Linked DNA regions of Arachis hypogaea: region 2 is linked to region 1. Evidence: chromatin contacts called from public Hi-C data. All regions are on one chromosome and are shown on one strand. Each heading gives the region's core, a stretch centred on a gene start, on an enhancer-like site or on the middle of the called end of the contact. The rest is flanking DNA. Distances are from core to core; before and after follow the strand shown. Region 1 holds the start of LOC140182422 (inositol transporter 1-like). Region 2 holds the start of LOC112775295.

Region 1 (4,748 bases), core at 339-2,838:
AATATTATTTAACATACAAAATAAGTAACTTAAGTCATTATCTAGGACAATAAGTATAATAGTACAAATATTTATTTATTTATTAGTAGTAAAAAATATGTAAATAGTATAAATTGATATTTTTTTTAGTATAAAAGCAATAATAAAGGTTAATAATTAAGTTAATTACATAATTAAAAAATTATGAATAATTTCTTAAATAATAATAAAAAATAAGATCACTATTTTCACATATTACAAAGTTTATGAAAAAATTTTTGGATAATAAATCAATCATCAATAGATTATACATTAATTTTGTCAAAAAATTAAATAATTAATATATTGGATATTATTATTTACATATATATATTATGGAATACTAAGTTTATAATTAATTTTTAATCCAATTTTTGGTAATTAAAATTTAAATGACTGAAATTATTAAATGCTAAATATTTTGTATCTAATCAATTTATTTTTTATTGAAATTAAAAAAATGAGTTGTTAATCAATTTTAAATTTAAATTTAAATTTGAGTAAGAAAATAAAAAAATATTTTAAATTCTATCTCACTAACCAGAATTAATTTTAAGATAAGAAATTATTTTGTACATCATATATATTGTAAAATAATATGGTCATTTACTATTTTTTAATGGTAAATATTGTCAAATAAAATAGTGTAAGAAATTAGAAAAAAATATATTTATAAGTTTAGAAAATATTAATTTATTTTTCAATAGAATAAATTATATATTGAATAACAAAAGTTGTTATTGGTTTCTCTTCACACTAACTAATACTCAACGATGGTGTTTCGGTACACTATGTTACCAAGAAATATTAATCGATCTAATAACTTTTGTAATGACATAAGTTTATGAATTTGAAAATTTAGAAATCATTTCATAAAATGTGAAGTTTTAACAAGTAACAAGGTTGACCATATTGTTTTGACTTCAAGAATGAATACGATACCAACAAATAAAATTGTCCCAAGTAAATTTCAACAAAGACAAAAGTCTATGAGTATTGCTATTATTGAAAAATTAATCTATTTTAAAGACAAATACAATTTTTTCTATAGATTTCCTAACTCGACAAGTCGATGACTAATCTACCACATATTGATACTCTATTTATTAAGGGTCTGTCGCTAACTAATGGACTGTTATACACACAAGACTAGATTCGAACTCCAAATACTTGCTTAAACGGACAAATGAGATGACCATTCAACCAATTCAAATTGATTAAAATAAATATTAATTATTTTTAATATTTTTAATTTATAAAATATTTATAATAATAATTACTATAGATAATTTTTATTTAAATTTTAATAAAAAAAATTATATAATTTTATATATTATCCCGTGCAAGACACGAAAACATACACTAGTTTTCTCATAAAAGCCAAAAAAATGTTTGTTAAGTTGTTACAAATACAACAAACAAGAAGTTTCCATAAGCACTAAATTTAATAACTATCAGTTCTCATATAAACTATAAAGTGATCATCGGTACTCATTGCTTTTTCATTTATTATTTCAATATGCACAAAAAGAACACTTGCAATTACATGATTAAGCAAGTAATGCAACAATGGTGGCTGATATGGGCATGTCCATAAATGCTGGAACTTCTGACTATTTGAAGAAGTATTCAAAACGTAGAATATCATTTTTTCAAAGCTCTTACATTATTGGAGTTTCTTTTGCTGCTGGCATTGGTGGTTTTCTCTTTAGTTATGATACTGGTATATATATATTATAAATGCATGCATTTAATTAATAACATTTCATACTAAATATCTAAATTGATTTAATTTGTAGGTGTAATATTTGGTGCTCTCTTGTATATAAATGAGGAGTTTGAATATGTCAAGAAGAGCTATTTACTTCAGGTAATATATAGAAACAGAATATCTTTGATTTAATTACTATCAATTTTATTATGTGTATATTCAAATCAATTACCAAGCTATTATATAGATTACTTAGTATTCTTTTAAAAAACTAATATCCTATTCTAAAAAAATTTAATGTTTGATAATTAATTTTATGTTAGATTATTTTATTAGTCCATATAATTTGATTGAATTTGTAATTAATTTTTTTTATTTAAAAAAACTTAACTACGTTCTTATACTAATTTTAAATTTGTAATCATATTTTTACTATTCTAAAAATGTTTAACTTAACAGAATAAGATCAGGTATATTCACTATTAGTAAAATGTATGAAAATATTTTTTTAACATTTACAGTTAATAATGATCTGATTACGAGTTTAAAATTAGTGCGAGACCCATTTGAAAAATTTTAAAATATGTGAAGAACCTAATCATAAGTTTAAAAAAATTATAAAGACTAGTAGTTAATTTAAAATTTTACTATTGAGTTAAAAAAAATAAATAAATAACGGCTTACTTTTTGTGTCTATGCAGAATTTTTGAATTACTATAATATATGATTATCATATTGTATTATTTTGTATATTCTGTCTTACCGGAGATAATTCTTAGCATGGCTTTGGTTGGAGCAATTTTTGGCACCGCCATAGGTGGTTACATTAACGATGTCTTCGGACGTAGAATTGCTACTAGGGGTGTTCGCGGTGCGGTTTGGTTCGGTTTTAAGGGAAAAAGTCATCCGATCCGAACGTTTAATTTATGTGCGATGCGGTTTAGATTTGATGAATTTTTTTTGAAAATCCGATCCGATCCGATCCAATTACAAGCGGTTTGGATCGGTTTGGATTTGCGGTTTTTTAAATAAAAAAATTAAATACATATAACAAGTCTCAACATCAAATTTTAAATAATCAACAATGACATAACAAGTCTTAACAATATCTTAAAAAACTAACGATAACATAACAATAGAAATAAAATTATATGTTAGTTAAAATAAATAATAAAATAATATTTTTAACATAAAATATTTATTAAATAATAATAATACATGAATAATAGAAAAATGTATAACAAATTGAACATGTTATAAGTATAATTGTAAATATAATAATAAAATAATAATATTATAGCACATTATGCGGTTTAGATTGGATTGGATCGATTATAAAAAGTAGATCCGAAATCCGATCCAATCCAGCGGTTTGCAAAAAATAGAATCCAATCAAATCCAAATTAGTATGGTTTTAATCGATTTTCGGTTTGGATCGGATTGAATGAGCGGTTTAATTTGGATCGGTTTGGATTTGAACACCCCTAATTGCTACAATCATAACAGATCTTAGTCTTATCATTGGATCAGTGATAATGGCTCTGGCACCAAATCCTATGCTTATCATAATGGGCCGTTTTTTAGTTGGCTTGGGTGTTAGTTTTGCCTCCATTACTGCTCTTATATATATTGTGAAAGTATCACCATCTGAAATAAGAGGGGGATTAATTAGTGCCAATTGTCTTATGATTACTAGTGGCCAATTTCTTTCCTATATCATCAATTATGGCTTGACAAGAGTAAGCTTCACTAACTTGCAAATTAACTAATAATATATATATCTTCAATTATAATTTATAAACATCGACTTATGTATGCATATGCAGGTTCCAGGGACTTGGCGTTGGATGCTTGGACTTGCAGCTACACCGGCTCTTATTCAATTGTTCTCATGATGTTTCTTCCTGAGTCTCCTAGATGGCTCTACCATAAGGTCTAAAATATAACAGTTATTATTTCTTTTAATTCAATATAGTGTTAGTGTTAAATAATTTTATACATAAACATCACACAAGAAAAAATAATTATTTTTTACATTGACAACATTGAATATTTATTCAAAAAAATATTTGATTAGAAGATTATATAAAATAATTTATACTACCAATTTATAAAAATTAAACTCATGTATATGTGGGTATATAACACTTTGATTCCTTTAAACTTGCAGAATAAGAAGGAGGAAGCTACCACTGTGCTTTCCAAAATTTACCCATCACCTTGATTGGAGGACGAAATAGCAATTCTTGAAGATCACTTGGAACAAGAAAGCAAGAATAAGGTCAAGGTTAAATTTAGTGATGTGTTCAAATTGAAAGAAATCAGATTAGCATTCATCTGTGGAGCTGGACTTCAAGCATTCCAACAATTTGTTGGAATTAGCGTTATAATGTACTATAATCCAATAATAATCTAGATGGCGGGCTTCAAGTCCAATGAACCAGCATTGTTCTTGTCACTTGTTGTTGCAGCCTTAAATGCTGCTGGCACAATTTTGGGCATTTACCTAATTGACATTGCTGGAAGAAAAAAGCTTGTTATTGGAAGCTTGTCGGGTGTGGTTGGAACCTTAATCCTCCTCTCTGTGTCTTGTATTATTATAGGAAATGAGAACAAAAGACAAGTTTTTGGATGGCTTGTTATTGCAGGTTTGGGTGTGTATATTTTATTCTTTACACTTGGAATGGGACCTGTTCCTTGGACTATGAACTCAGAGATATACCCTGAATAATATAGAGGCCCACAGTAAACTGGATTAGCAGTGTGATAATGTCAACTAGCTTCCTTTCACTTGGCCAAAGTTTCTTAATTCTTTTGGGAGTAGCTGTTCTTGCAATAGTATTTATAATTATTTACATGCCAAAAACAAAAGGATTAACTTTTGAAGAAGTGGCAGACATTTGGAACCAAAGAGCCTACGGAAAGGATAAAAATATAAAAAGCATCCTGGAGAAAGCAAGTGCATGATTTTTTAAAATGCACAAATCATTAGGTAAAGATTATTTGCGGGATCTTCTAA
Region 2 (4,695 bases), core at 1,996-4,495, 160 kb before region 1:
ATTTTCTTTGACTTGTCTTTATGCAATCTTGTGCTAACTGCTAACACATGTAGCAGCTGTAAAACCGTTCTGCTAAATTATCTTTTGCGCGATCACCAACTAACCTTGTTCCTTGTGAACTCCGGAATATCGCACTGACTGGCTTTTCTATGAAACTGAACATGCAGCGGAGAAGACACAAAATTCTTTTGATATTGACATTTACATTTTAATCCCTTGTTTGCTTCCCTTTTGCCCCGGAATCTTGAATATTGTTATTAGTTTCTCTAGAATATTGTTGCTCAAGCACTACTCTGTCAAATTTTTGTTCTTGTTTTGGGGCATTGAGTTTGATTATAACCTTCATTACTAAGTAATCTGTTCATCCACGGTAAAAAAATTTACTTCTCCATCTGCACTTTTCTTTCTGAAAAGTAGAAAAGAAAAAAAAAGGATCATCTTGCTGTTCTACTACCCTTGTATAAACTTAAACATGTATTAGTTTGAAAATATTATATCTTGAGTTACATAAATAATTCAATCTAGTGGGCAAAGCCTGACTGTTGTTGATTGTGTTAACAGATGTTTCTCTTTTCACAAAAATAATTTATTCCATTCTCATGGAGGTTACTATCATCATCCGATCTTTTATTCTGGTCGATTAGCACCTTTTGTGTGTTTTGGGTGGGTTTTGGGGGGTGTCTAAACTGTTCTCCTCTCTGAGAAAATAATTCTATTTGATGAAACTGAGTTTTATTCCTCTAATTTTTTTTGGTTTATCAAAGTGTCTACACTCTACCGGTTGTCAGCACATTTTGTGTCAATTTGATGTTTTCAATTTCTGTGTTGGGCAGGTTTGGGTGCTGCTAATGGAAGGTGGAGATATATGAATGTCTTTGTCCATTGAAGAATGAGCGAAAAGGAACCTGGAAAGATCTAACCCGCAACATTAGTTGACTATGATCTGATTTTGTATACTTAGGCACTGACTACAGTTGATTGCTACTTGTATAAAGTCATTGTACATGAAAAGTTTTGTGCAGTAGGCTTGTTTGTAAATTTGTAAAACTACTTCTCCTCATAAACTAATGGGGATGCTCTGTTGTTACATTCATACTTGACATTTCTATTGAAAGATATATTGTTGATTTTCCATAGTTCTGTTTCTTGTCTACATTGTGTTTGGATGGAAGGACGTGTGCTTCCTGATTGTTGCCGTGTTAACAAAGGCTAAATTATATATTTATTCTAACCCTCTGTAAGTATTAGCAGATTGATTGTTTTGGTGCTGAAATTTTTGAAATTGCTTTCAGGTTCTTGTGAGAACACTGATGCTGAAAATTGGAGTGCTGTTGACTCTTCTTGCAGTCATAGTGTTATCAGTGAGGATGGGTGCTCAAATCTAGAAGAACACAGTGAGGAGGATGATACTGACGATGATTATGCTAGCATACAGAGGCCTGCCTTTTTTGTCGACGGGGAACCTGATTTTGATTCTGGTCCACCAGAAGATGGGTGGGAATATCTTAGGCGTGTCAGGTATTATTTTATTTATCAGCAGTTGATTCTAATCCTGTGATGGGCTTATGCTATGAAATTTTATTTCTTTGTGATAATTTATTTCTGTTCTGCTATAGTTCCAAAATTTATGTACATCTGTGAGCTCTGTGGAATAATCATGGGGCAAGTTTCTTCAAAGGATGAAATTGGAGAATGGAGACTAGTAGATTACTAGGGCAATAGGTTAGGAAACTTAGGAGACTATAGCATATATATGACAATATATACTTAAGATTTTCTGCTAAGCATGAGAAATTTTAATGTGGCATTATAGCTTACCTGCAAGACACTTGACAGAATAGTAAGTTTCTTAATTTTTATTTCTTGCTTAGGTGGGAGGCAGATCAAATACCAAAAGTGAAGGTAGCCAAACTAGATAGAAGTAAACTCAACAAGGAACAAAGTGCTTACATGCCCAAGATCCCTGATATTGCCAAGTGTCCAGAGCATCTGTTGCCATCTAAACAGTGGGAGGATGTATTTCTTGCTGATTTTTCTGCTCTGAGGGCGGTATGTTCTTCCCTCTCCGTCTCTAAAGTTCTTCAATGTAAATGGACACACACAACAGATTCTGTTATTTATTTATTTTCAATTTAATATGATAGTCAATGTCCTTGCTAACAAAGCATTGGTCTGAGCTTGTGCTTTTTTTTTTCCCAATGACTTATTCCAGAGTATCTCAGCTCATGAATGTTTGAATGCCATGAATTCCAGTAATATGCAAACCGTTCAGACATCCCAGCTACTTGAGAACAATTCTGGAGAATCTGCTAGTGTAATGAACAAGGACAAGGATGTCCCACTTCAGAGTAATTTAAGTGATAGTAAGACAATTGATCCACCCCTTGAACTGACCTCTGAGGATAAGGATGCCACAATGCCTCTGGAAAATCCTGGATCAAAAACTTCTGTTGATGGAACTAGGAGTAGCTCTCTCAGTCCTCCTATGCTTTCTTCAGTCTTACGAATGGACCCTGTAGCTAGGGTTTCAATGTTGCTCAAACGGATTAGCTTGCTAGAGTCTGCAAGCACTATCTCAAGAAATGATTGCATATGGCTTTTTGCTCTCTGTGCCTCAGTTGATACTCCACTACATGCTGATACTTCCGCCGGTCTCAGGAGTCTGCTGCGGAAGTGTGCTAGCATACGTGCTGGAAAGGCTGAATTGGATGAGGAGGTTGTAATGTTGAACATCCTGGCTACAATTTCGGGGAAGTATTTTGGACAATCCGAAGGTTGAATTCTTGCTTGTTAACTTATTGGTTTTTGACATCTTTTGCTCTGCCCTTTATGGCCTAATTTGGATGTAAAATGAATGCACGAGAACTGTTGAAAATTGTAATGATGGTACTTAAGCTTGAATAATACTTGACGCGTTTGTTATTATTACTGAAAGGAAATTCCTTATATTGAGAGGTGCTAGTTGACTAAAGAAAGTGATGGCTAACATACCTACAGTTTTTCTTGAGCTTCTTACTTTATGCTCGCTTTGGAGGCCAGTGTACCTGCTAAAGGACAAATGTCTCACCTCTGCGTCCTGTTTCAAGTTTCAACTATACCATTAAGAGAAAACAGTTTTTTTTTTTTTTTCTTAGACAAACTGACAAAGCAAAAGGGGAAACGAATCTACCGGTTGCCACTTCAAAACTTTTCCAAATGGAACAATCAATTAATCATGTAGAGAATGCAAAGCTCTTGCAACACAATCCTTAAAATGTTTATTCTGGAAGAGTACGTCTTTTTTGGTCTATGACGTGGTGCTTCCCAAATCCCAAGTAAGGGGAAAGTCTTATAGTTGCCCCCAAAATAGGTAGAGGACCAAATAAAAAGCATATGATTAAACAGCTCATGATTGTCGAAATTCCATTCCATCAAGGTAACAAAATAAATACCATCAAAATTTAATACAGCAAAATAATGATAACTTATTTTAGAATATTAATGGAGGACTAATAGTAATATCTTAAGAATAGTAATATCATTAGCTAATTAGCTAATTCTATGAATAAAAAAGAAAAAAATGAGAAGAATCGGTTTAGGAGAAAGAGGGTAAAGGACTAAAACTTGCCGCAGGGTGGGTCATGTGTGCAATCTTTTTGTCTTGAGTGGCTGTGTGACTGACAGAGTAAGTGAGTGGCTCACTCCTCTGACTCTGACCACTCTCTCTGATGTTGTCCTCCGTCAACACTTGCGCGCTTCCTTCTTCCTGTTCCCAATTCTCACTCCCCCTTTCCTCACGATGCCTCTTCATCTCCGCCTCTTTCCGCCGCCAAACTCGCACTCGCCCTCGCACCCGCACCCGCAGGCGCCGCAACAAACTCTCCTCCCCTTCCGCCCCCACCTTCACCACCACCACCATCACCACCTCTACCTCCTTCATCTCTTCCGAACCTAAGCTCGAAACCGTTATCGACATCAACAAACTAACCTCCCAAGCCTCCTCCACTTTCCGCTCTCTTTTCCCTTCTACACTCCGCAAGTTCGTTTCCTCCGCCGCTGACGCCTACACCGATTTGCAAACCCTCGTCACACTCGACCATGACCGCAGGCTCGTCGTCTCCTGTCGCCCTTCCACGTTGCATTTCCTCGGCACCTCCGCGCTTTTCAGCTTCGTCGCCTTCTCTATCCTCAGGTTTCTGGTCAACTCGGTTTCTAGGTTTTTGTCTTGGCGCCGTAACGCCTCTGCCTATAGGCCTATGGTGCGGAGGGACCGAAGCCTTGGCGGAAAAGAGGTCGTCGTTGGTTGGGGGGAGAGTGCCGTTTCCAAGGGGCCGGCGAATCCGTTGTCGCCGGCGGACGGTGGTACTTTGAAGCGAGGCGCTAAGAAGAACAAGATTCGGTTAGAAAGGAAACTGCCGAAATGGTGGCCAGCTGTCATCAACGGTGCTGTTTTCGACCTCGACGAGCAGGACGAATTCAAGAGGCAGGCTTACAGAGTGGTTCGAGGTTTGATTTCTCTTTTCTTATTTTGTTTTCTTTGTTTATATATGTTTTAGATGAGATGGTCATTTGAGTTGGAGATAAAATGAAGTAAGATTTGTTAGTAGCTGAGGATTTTCTCTCTTAGTAGGTTATGTTGTTGATGAAAAATAGTAGTTCATATCATTGGGGGAAAGAGAGTGTTGGCCATTTCATAAGTAGCTTGTGTTCTTGTTA

Evidence for each region. Hi-C and Micro-C count contacts between places; a contact is called where the count stands out from the background.
Region 2: a Hi-C map of leaf shows a contact between it and region 1, with 6 times the contacts expected there. The contact joins the promoter of LOC112775295 here to the promoter of LOC140182422 in region 1. A contact is called at or near these places in 2 of 8 Hi-C or Micro-C datasets (both in leaf).

What each region holds. Positions count from the first base shown.
Region 1 is chr19:152,058,561-152,063,308 of arahy.Tifrunner.gnm2.J5K5, reverse strand. It overlaps LOC140182422 (inositol transporter 1-like), which reads left to right and starts at 1,588. Exons shown (of 5, transcript XM_072228619.1): 1 at 1,588-1,741; 2 at 1,818-1,888; 3 at 2,498-2,600; 4 at 3,556-3,662; 5 at 4,146-4,460. The coding sequence starts at 1,588. The coding sequence ends at 4,460.
Region 2 is chr19:152,217,337-152,222,031 of arahy.Tifrunner.gnm2.J5K5, reverse strand. LOC112775295 reads left to right here and starts at 3,245. Exons shown (of 7, transcript XM_025818846.3): 1 at 3,245-4,485. The coding sequence starts at 3,708. It overlaps LOC112775294, which reads left to right. Exons shown (of 4, transcript XM_025818844.3): 2 at 1,293-1,518; 3 at 1,872-2,049; 4 at 2,213-2,975. The coding sequence ends at 2,779.